Linked DNA regions of Mus musculus: region 1 is linked to region 2. Evidence: chromatin contacts called from public HiChIP or PLAC-seq data. All regions are on one chromosome and are shown on one strand. The core of a region is the stretch at or near the end of the contact, and the rest is flanking DNA. Distances in the headings are between cores, read along the strand shown.

The links. HiChIP or PLAC-seq counts read pairs in DNA pulled down with a chosen protein or histone mark.
Region 1: an H3K4me3 HiChIP or PLAC-seq map of intestinal crypt epithelium shows a contact between it and region 2, with 5 read pairs. The contact joins two enhancer-like sites. A contact is called at or near these places in 2 of 484 Hi-C or Micro-C datasets (cortical neurons and embryonic stem cells) and 1 of 115 datasets of contacts at active chromatin or transcription factors (intestinal crypt epithelium).

The regions. Positions count from the first base shown.
Region 1 is chr6:148,091,052-148,094,829 of GRCm38.p6, forward strand. The region is part of intron 1 of Far2 (fatty acyl CoA reductase 2); the gene reads left to right. Among named protein-coding and RNA genes, the nearest start is that of Far2os1, 25 kb to the left of the region's middle. Within about 2 kb of position 2,255, at least 4 of the 459 cell types and tissues checked have an H3K27ac peak or open chromatin away from gene starts, as enhancers often do. A contact at or near this core is called in intestinal crypt epithelium, where this site is marked.
Region 2 is chr6:147,951,856-147,955,330 of GRCm38.p6, forward strand. No RefSeq gene overlaps it. Among named protein-coding and RNA genes, the nearest start is that of Far2, 94 kb to the right of the region's middle. Within about 2 kb of position 1,631, at least 40 of the 459 cell types and tissues checked have an H3K27ac peak or open chromatin away from gene starts, as enhancers often do. A contact at or near this core is called in intestinal crypt epithelium, where this site is marked.

The DNA.
Region 1 (3,778 bases), core at 1,005-3,504, 140 kb after region 2:
CAGTAACTGAGAATTTGATAAACAGCCAGTGGATGCCTGTCAACTCTATTTTATATCTCTCCCCATTTCCAAAGAATAAGGTCCTCAGCAAAAGGCCTGGGCCACTAGGCATGACAGAAGATGAAAAGCTGGCCTGTGTCTAATACAGACATGAGCCTTGAGAGAAGCTCAGTGAAGAGCATAGCCGCTCTTGTAGAGAACAGAGATTTAGTTCCCAGCACCCACATGGTAGCTTGCAATCTTCAGTAACTCTAGTTCCAGGGGATCTGATACTTTTTTTTCTAACTTCTGTGGGCACCATGCACACATACATGCACACATGCTGGCAAAGAAACTCACAAAGTAAAACTTTAAAACCCAAAGACCAAATTCCACGGGCATGAGTTGGTTTCCCAGAGAGATGCTGAAGGAGGTGCTTTTTCACTGGCTTTTCCTTAAATTGGTGTGAAGCCAACCTCAGAGAACATGAGGCCTGTGAGGACTTGAAATGTACAGCCTTGTGAAGGAGTTACAGCAGCTTGAGGAAATGGCTCCCAGGAAGACACAGCTCTGTGTAAACATGGGCCCCCACCCCCCACCCCCCTCCACCACCCCCCACCCCTCTGAGAGGACATGACCCTATTCTCTCATTGTAATTGATACTACAATGAGACCACTGACAAAAATGTCATAAAAATAAACAATGAAAATTCCCGCACATTTTATGGAGGAACTAACACACACACACACTAAGGAGTCACTTGGACATAAAACATAAAAAGGGGTGCCTAGGATGTGTTGTTCAGCTGCTGAGATCTGCAGAACAAAACACAAGAGTTTTTCTTATTATTTTATGTGTCTAAGAGGTTTTCTTGTATGTATGCATGTATGTGCATCACATATATACATGTGCAGAGCCAGCAGAGGCCAAAAGAAGGTCTCAAATACCCTGAAACTGAAGTTACAGATGATTGTGAATCACCATTTAGGTGTCAGGAACCCAACCTGGGTCCTCTGAAAGAGCAGCAGGTGATCTTCGCCTCAGAGCCATCTCCAACCCAGGAAAGTGTTTTGAGGAGAATATGCTCGATAGAGTAGCAATGCACATCTGAAGCTGAGACAGCAGCATTGCCATCAGTGTGTTTTGCGTGAAATATTAAGAAAGCAATCCATGCTACGCCAGCCAGACACCATCAGGCAGGCCAGCCTGTTCTCATCTTTGCAGACTCTCTAACCCTGAGCTCTGAAATCTCTCCACCCAATTTGTTAAGTTCCCATGGAGGGCCATTGCCATGCCAGCCCCACGCTTTCAAATTTCTAAGGCCTTTTGGGCCACGCTTTGCCACTGTACCTTTCTCTCTGGAACCCAGTTGAGTTGCTGCGTGAAGGGAAACACCACACAAACTTAGTTCAGAATTAACAGGTAACTCAAGCACTGGGTGCAGCAACTAGCATCCTAGTCTCTAAGCCATTCTAAGTTAAATCCTCCGGTAGCAGATCCCAACAGATCTGCCACCTGAACTGGGAGCCTCCACTACCTACATTTTGGTCTCCACCTGCCCTTTGGGCAGTCTCCTCCTTCTGCTCCCCCCCCCCCCACTTCATCTCTCTGACCTGGAAGTCCTGCCTACTCCTCACCCAGTTATTGGTCCCCTGAAATCTTTATTTATTAGGGGAACGTTCTCCTGAAGTCACTTGAGTATGTGATTCATGCATTATCCCAGGCAACCCCTCTTGGGGAAGTGGAATTAGCATCAAAATACAATTAGCACCAGGGCTATCCACAACAAGTGTGAGGCCAGGCTGGTTTCTAGAATGAGCACCAGCCTGGGCTACAATGCAACTGTCTCAAAGCAATCGAAAGAAAACCAAATGGGTTCTGGGCAGAGGGAGCAGCAGATGCTTTGACCCCAAGGTGAGATGAAGTTCTGCACCTAGCGAGCCACCTGCTTTGACTAGGTCTTTCCTGACAGACACTATCTGAGGATTTGTTATCAACTGCAGTGATTACACATAGTTATCACATTATGCTATAAAGAAATCTGAAATTCTGGGTTGAATGGGTTCATAAAACCTCCGCTTCCCAACCCCCACTTAATTCACTCCATGGGTGGTTCTGGGGTGCCTTGCCTAGTACAATCTGGTCATTGTACTATGTGTGGATAATAAAGGTGCTGGTCCCTTCCAAAACCCAAGTCTTTGCAGAGGTCTTCAGAAGTTTCAGAGAGGTCTGTGGACTAGGAATGAAGCGTGCCCTCTGTTCTTGGCACAGCCTGTATCTAGTTAGTTCCCGGTCTCCGTGTGCTGCGTAAGCATTGGCTCCTTCACCCACTGATTCTAAGGCACAAGCAGCCACTTCGCAGTGATTACTGAATGATTATACCCGGAAAGCAAGGGTGAATGTGGTGTGCAGACCAGATCCATATGTGTAGCTTTCCCTGCTGTAGTCAGTATGGTCTGGCTAGATCAGGTGCAGACAAGACCCTCGGGAGAGTAGCAAAGGCTTCATGTGACCCCTGAACTCAAAAGAAATGGTTCTCATAGCCAGCCTAGAAGGGCCTCACACCAGGGAGCTTCCTTAAGGGCTAAAAGAAACTTGGGGTCTCAATGTCTCAGAAGTCCTGACTCCCAGACAACTGTGTCACATGGCTGTGGTTTAAATATCCAGATATTTAATGTTAAAAGGACCCAGAGATTATTTCTAACTTTAAAAGAAAATACTATGTTTAAATTTTTTCAATTGGAGACTACCCAGTATGAAAAGTTTAATATTCTGTTTACCAGGGGGTGAGGGGTGGGTTGTTGTTTTGTTTTGTTTTTGAGACAGGGTTTTGTATAACCCACACTACCTTAAATTCAGTATATAGCTGAAGATGACCTTAAATGTCTGATGCCCCTGTTTCCACCTTCCAGGTGCCAGGATCACAGGAGTAGAGCACCATTCCCAGCTAAAAGCTTATTTTCAAAATGAGAACTCTGATTTTGGTCAGAGGCATGGTGTTACTGACCCCATCTCTAAGGAGTGACTCTCTAACAGGGGCAGGCATTCTGACTGAAGCGTCCCAGTTCCTTACTGGGATTCCTAGTGAGTAGACCATCTAGGAGTGACGTGTTTCTAAGACAGCTTGCTCCCAAAGGGGTGCTCCCCTACCGCTCCACCTGACTCACTACTCAGGTTATCCGTAATCATCGCCCCTGTGTAGAACTGAACTGCGCACTTTGGGTCTTGTCTCATGCTGGTTTCGGCTGCTGATGTGTTCCCATCATGTGTCACATCAAAAGCAATTAAGACGCTGTGTCTAAGAGAGGCACTAACATTACCTGACACAGGTGTTTAGCTCTTTGAGATGGACTGGGAAACTGCTGGTGCTTCCTAACAGTTGGCTTGCATTCAACCTGGCAAGCGGCCTCAGACCCCAAGAGCCATGCTACAGCCTCACAGGGCATGCGACTTTCCCATAATGGTCCTCTATGACAGTCTTGAGTAAAATTATGGTCTGGTTCCACTTCCAGGCTTCTGGCTCCTGTCCAGTAATCAAAGTGTTTGCTGCCTCTGAGTTAAATGGAAGGTTCCTTGGGATCCAACTTGAATATCTCCCATACTTTTGGTGTGTGTGTGTGTGTGTGTGTGTGTGTGTGTGTGTGTGTGTGTGTGTGTGCACGTGTGTTCATGTATGTCCACCTGTGTAGAAGTATACATACTCATGTTTGTAAGTATGTGGAGAAGCAGAACTCAATGTTGGATGTTTTTCCCAATCTCTCTACCTTATTTTCTAAGACAGGATCTCTCCCTGAACCT
Region 2 (3,475 bases), core at 381-2,880:
AAATCCCAGCTCAGACAAGCAGATACTTGGGGCACTGCCCAGCCTAACCTAGTTGGTGAGATTCAATGAGAAACTCTGTTTCAAAAACAAAGATCACAAAAACAAGGAATGACACCCAAAGTTGTCACATACATCAGTGTATGTGCATATATATGTGTATGTTTGTGCATGTGTGTATACACATGTGTATGTGTGTACATGTGTATGTGTGTGAATGTGTGTGCACATGAGTATGTGTGTGCATGTATATGTGTATATATGTGTATACATGTGCATGTGTGTACATGTGTATCTGTGTGAATGTGTGTGCACATGAGTATGTGTGTGTGCATGTATATGTGTGTATGTGTATATATGTGCATGTGTGTGCACATATGTATGTGTGTTCCTGTGTATATGTGTGAATGTGTGTGCACATGTGTATGTGTGTATATGTGCATGTATGTGTATACATGTGTGTGTGTGCGTGTGTGTGTGTGTGTGTGTGTGTGTGTGTGTGTGTGTGTTTGGAGAGTGAGAGGAGAAGGGTAGAGGAGGTTATCCTCAGTGTTGTGTCAATCTGCTTTTCTGTTTACAAGCATAAACACGGGGAACTGGACTGAGGCAGTTGAGAGTCAGCCTTGAGAACTCCCAAGTTTCTTGCTCTACCCTGCACTCCTCCAGTGTTAAAGGCCAAGGGACTCTCTCTTCTGTGTTTAGGACCCAATGGTTGTATGCCTATGTAACAGGGGCAGCTTCCTGGTCCCATGTCTCATCCTCTCCCACCTGTGCCTCAGTACCACATTGTGGTCAGCACACAAAGTGTTTCCCTTTCCCTTAGTATTTAGGCATTTCTGCTCACTGCAGCATCAGCAAGCATCATCATGCCAGACTTTGGAAGCAGTGGCAGCAAGCATCATCATGCCAGGCCTTGGGAGAGATCAACACCATGGTTCACACCAATTCTCATGCCTAAGGCTTTAGAACTGAGCACTCTACAAACAACTCTAGAGCCACGGTGTTCTGCGTTCTCCTTTAGGTGGGTATGTGTATGACTCAACATATGCTCCTTTCTCACATACACACAGAAGCCTGGCCTGTGGGAGGCCTCAGAGTTCGGGAAGCCTCTGCCTGGGAGACATCCTGGCACTGGGGTATTCTGGAGTTACAAAAGATGCACGGCTTTCTGTTGGCTTTCTTCCCTATGTGCGGCCCTGGTGACTGCCCAGGGAGAGGAAAGCCCCTCACTCCCCCAGGACTTGAGGCACCTTCCTGTTCCTTGGCTGCATTTACAAAATCTCCCTGAATAATCAAGCGGCTCTCATGATTTCAGCTTCCCTGGGGAAGGCTCTGGCAGTCCCTGGCAGTGCAGTGCACAAGGTTTGGGGTCTGGGTGGGGGTGGGGGTGGGGTTGGGGACAGAGTGGAGAACTGGAGCTCAGGAGCACAGTTTTGAGCCAAGCTGATTTCTATTACCTTGGGTATGTGAAAGCAGGAAGAAATGTCACATTATCCGCCCCCCCCCAGCTTTGCGTGCCTTGCCTGGCATGGAGTCTGCCAGTTTAGACCACCTATAATGCAGACCTGCAGACCTGGAAGAAAACACTCTCTGTGATAAACACACCCAGGCATCTGTGAGGCAAGAATGCCCTCTAACGGAAGTGTGAAGAATGTCGGTGATTTACCTTCTTTCTATTTAACTGGCAACAATTCTGCCCCATTTTACATCTTGGGTTCAAAGCTCATGTTTACATTCAAATACATCTATCAGGAGGACCTGGTAAGCTGCCAAAAGATTCTTCTGTGGCTCTGTCTCCCATGAATCCTAGTTCCTGCTTATAATTTTTATCCTTACTTATGATTGAGAAATGAAGGGTTTCTGGGCTTAATTTCACTCAGGTTTTGAGATGAGGTAGCCACAGTGTTTTTAGCCCCATCGTCCTCTGAGAAGTGCCCATGCTTTTTCCTAAAGTCATGTGTTAACCATTTAGCCAATTCTACTTGGCTCAGAGCACCCTGAAGTCCTCTTATGATGATGCAATGTCGCAAAGTCCAAGTTGATCTGTGTGGGTCGGCATAGGAGAGCTCCGTTCAGACTTGCTGACTGCACTTACTGAGAAAAACCCACATAGGCATATTCCAGAAGCAGTGCCGATTAACTCAAATTGAACCCCAGATCAGGCTAAGCTTGTTGGGCATTACATGCCTCTCTCCTCTGTGAGTGAACTAAGCCATTAATACTTAGACAGTAGAGACAGCTGCTTGGATTCTGGGCCATGTCTGAAGGGCCTTTTCACCCTGTCACTTGGCCGAGACGGTGGCTCAGACAAGAAATGGATTCAGCTAGCTTCCCATGCCATCCAAGCAGAACCAGGTCATGTGTAAGAACGGCAAACCATGGGCTTCCAAGAGCTATGGAAATTGGTGGAGCTTGCTGTCACTAGAAGCAAGACTTATAGACCAGCATTTCTTCTCATTTCTTTGTTAGACTGGAAATGACTACCTGGCCTGTAGGTGTGTGACTTATAACCGGACCCCTGAGCCTGAACCTGAACCAGGAGGGACACCCACTCAACTCAAGAGTAGAGTTGTCTACTCTACTCTTGAGGTTTGTCTCTCACTTTTGTGGTTCATAACATTAAATCACTGTGAGGCTGGGAAATGACTCAGCATAAACATGAAGACTGAGCTAGATTCTCAGCACATGTTAAAAAAGGAAAAAGAAAAAAGAGAGAGAAGAGGAAGGGAAGGAAGGAAGGAAGGAAGGAAGGAAGGAAGGAAGGAAGGAAGGAAGGAAGGAAGGAAGGAAGAAAAGGAGGAAGGGAAGGAGGGAGGGAGGGAGAGAGAGCAGTCCAAGTTCAGTGGAGCACACCTGTTCTCTCTTTCTCCTGCAGGGGAGACAGAGGCAGGAAAACCCCTGGAACTGGCTCAGAGTCTCTTTGTGCTTAGAAACAAAATTCTGACATCTCCTCTGTGGGGCTCGCCATGGCAATCACTCTGTATTTTAAACTTTGAATGCCTCATGCAGGGTAGAAGCCCTGTAGCCCCATGTGCCTGTGAACCCAAACCTCCTTCATCTTTCTTGAGAGTGCTCCCTGCTTTAGGATAGAATGAGAATAAAAACCTCAGGGGTCTTCTGTGGAGATATTTCCAGGCTCCAGCAGGGAGTGAATTCAGTCTTTGCCTGGCTCCTGGGACAGAGTCCAAAGCAGAGAGCAGGAGGGGTTGGTGATCCATGCAGTTGACACAATACATATACAGTGCTGTGGGTCAAGGTGCAAGTGGATTGAAGGAGCTCTGTGTGGGCTCAGGACATGTCCACAAAGCACATTGTGGGCGGCCTGGCCTCAGGGTTACATAGAGAACTGTGTGGCAAGATCCTCGTGTGACCTCTGCCCAAAGTTGACTCAAGTCTGTTCCAGCCAAATGTTATTCATCTCTCATTTTTAAGAGTTAGATAGCTGCTCACCAACTCCCCAAAGGCCTGGAGCTGATCA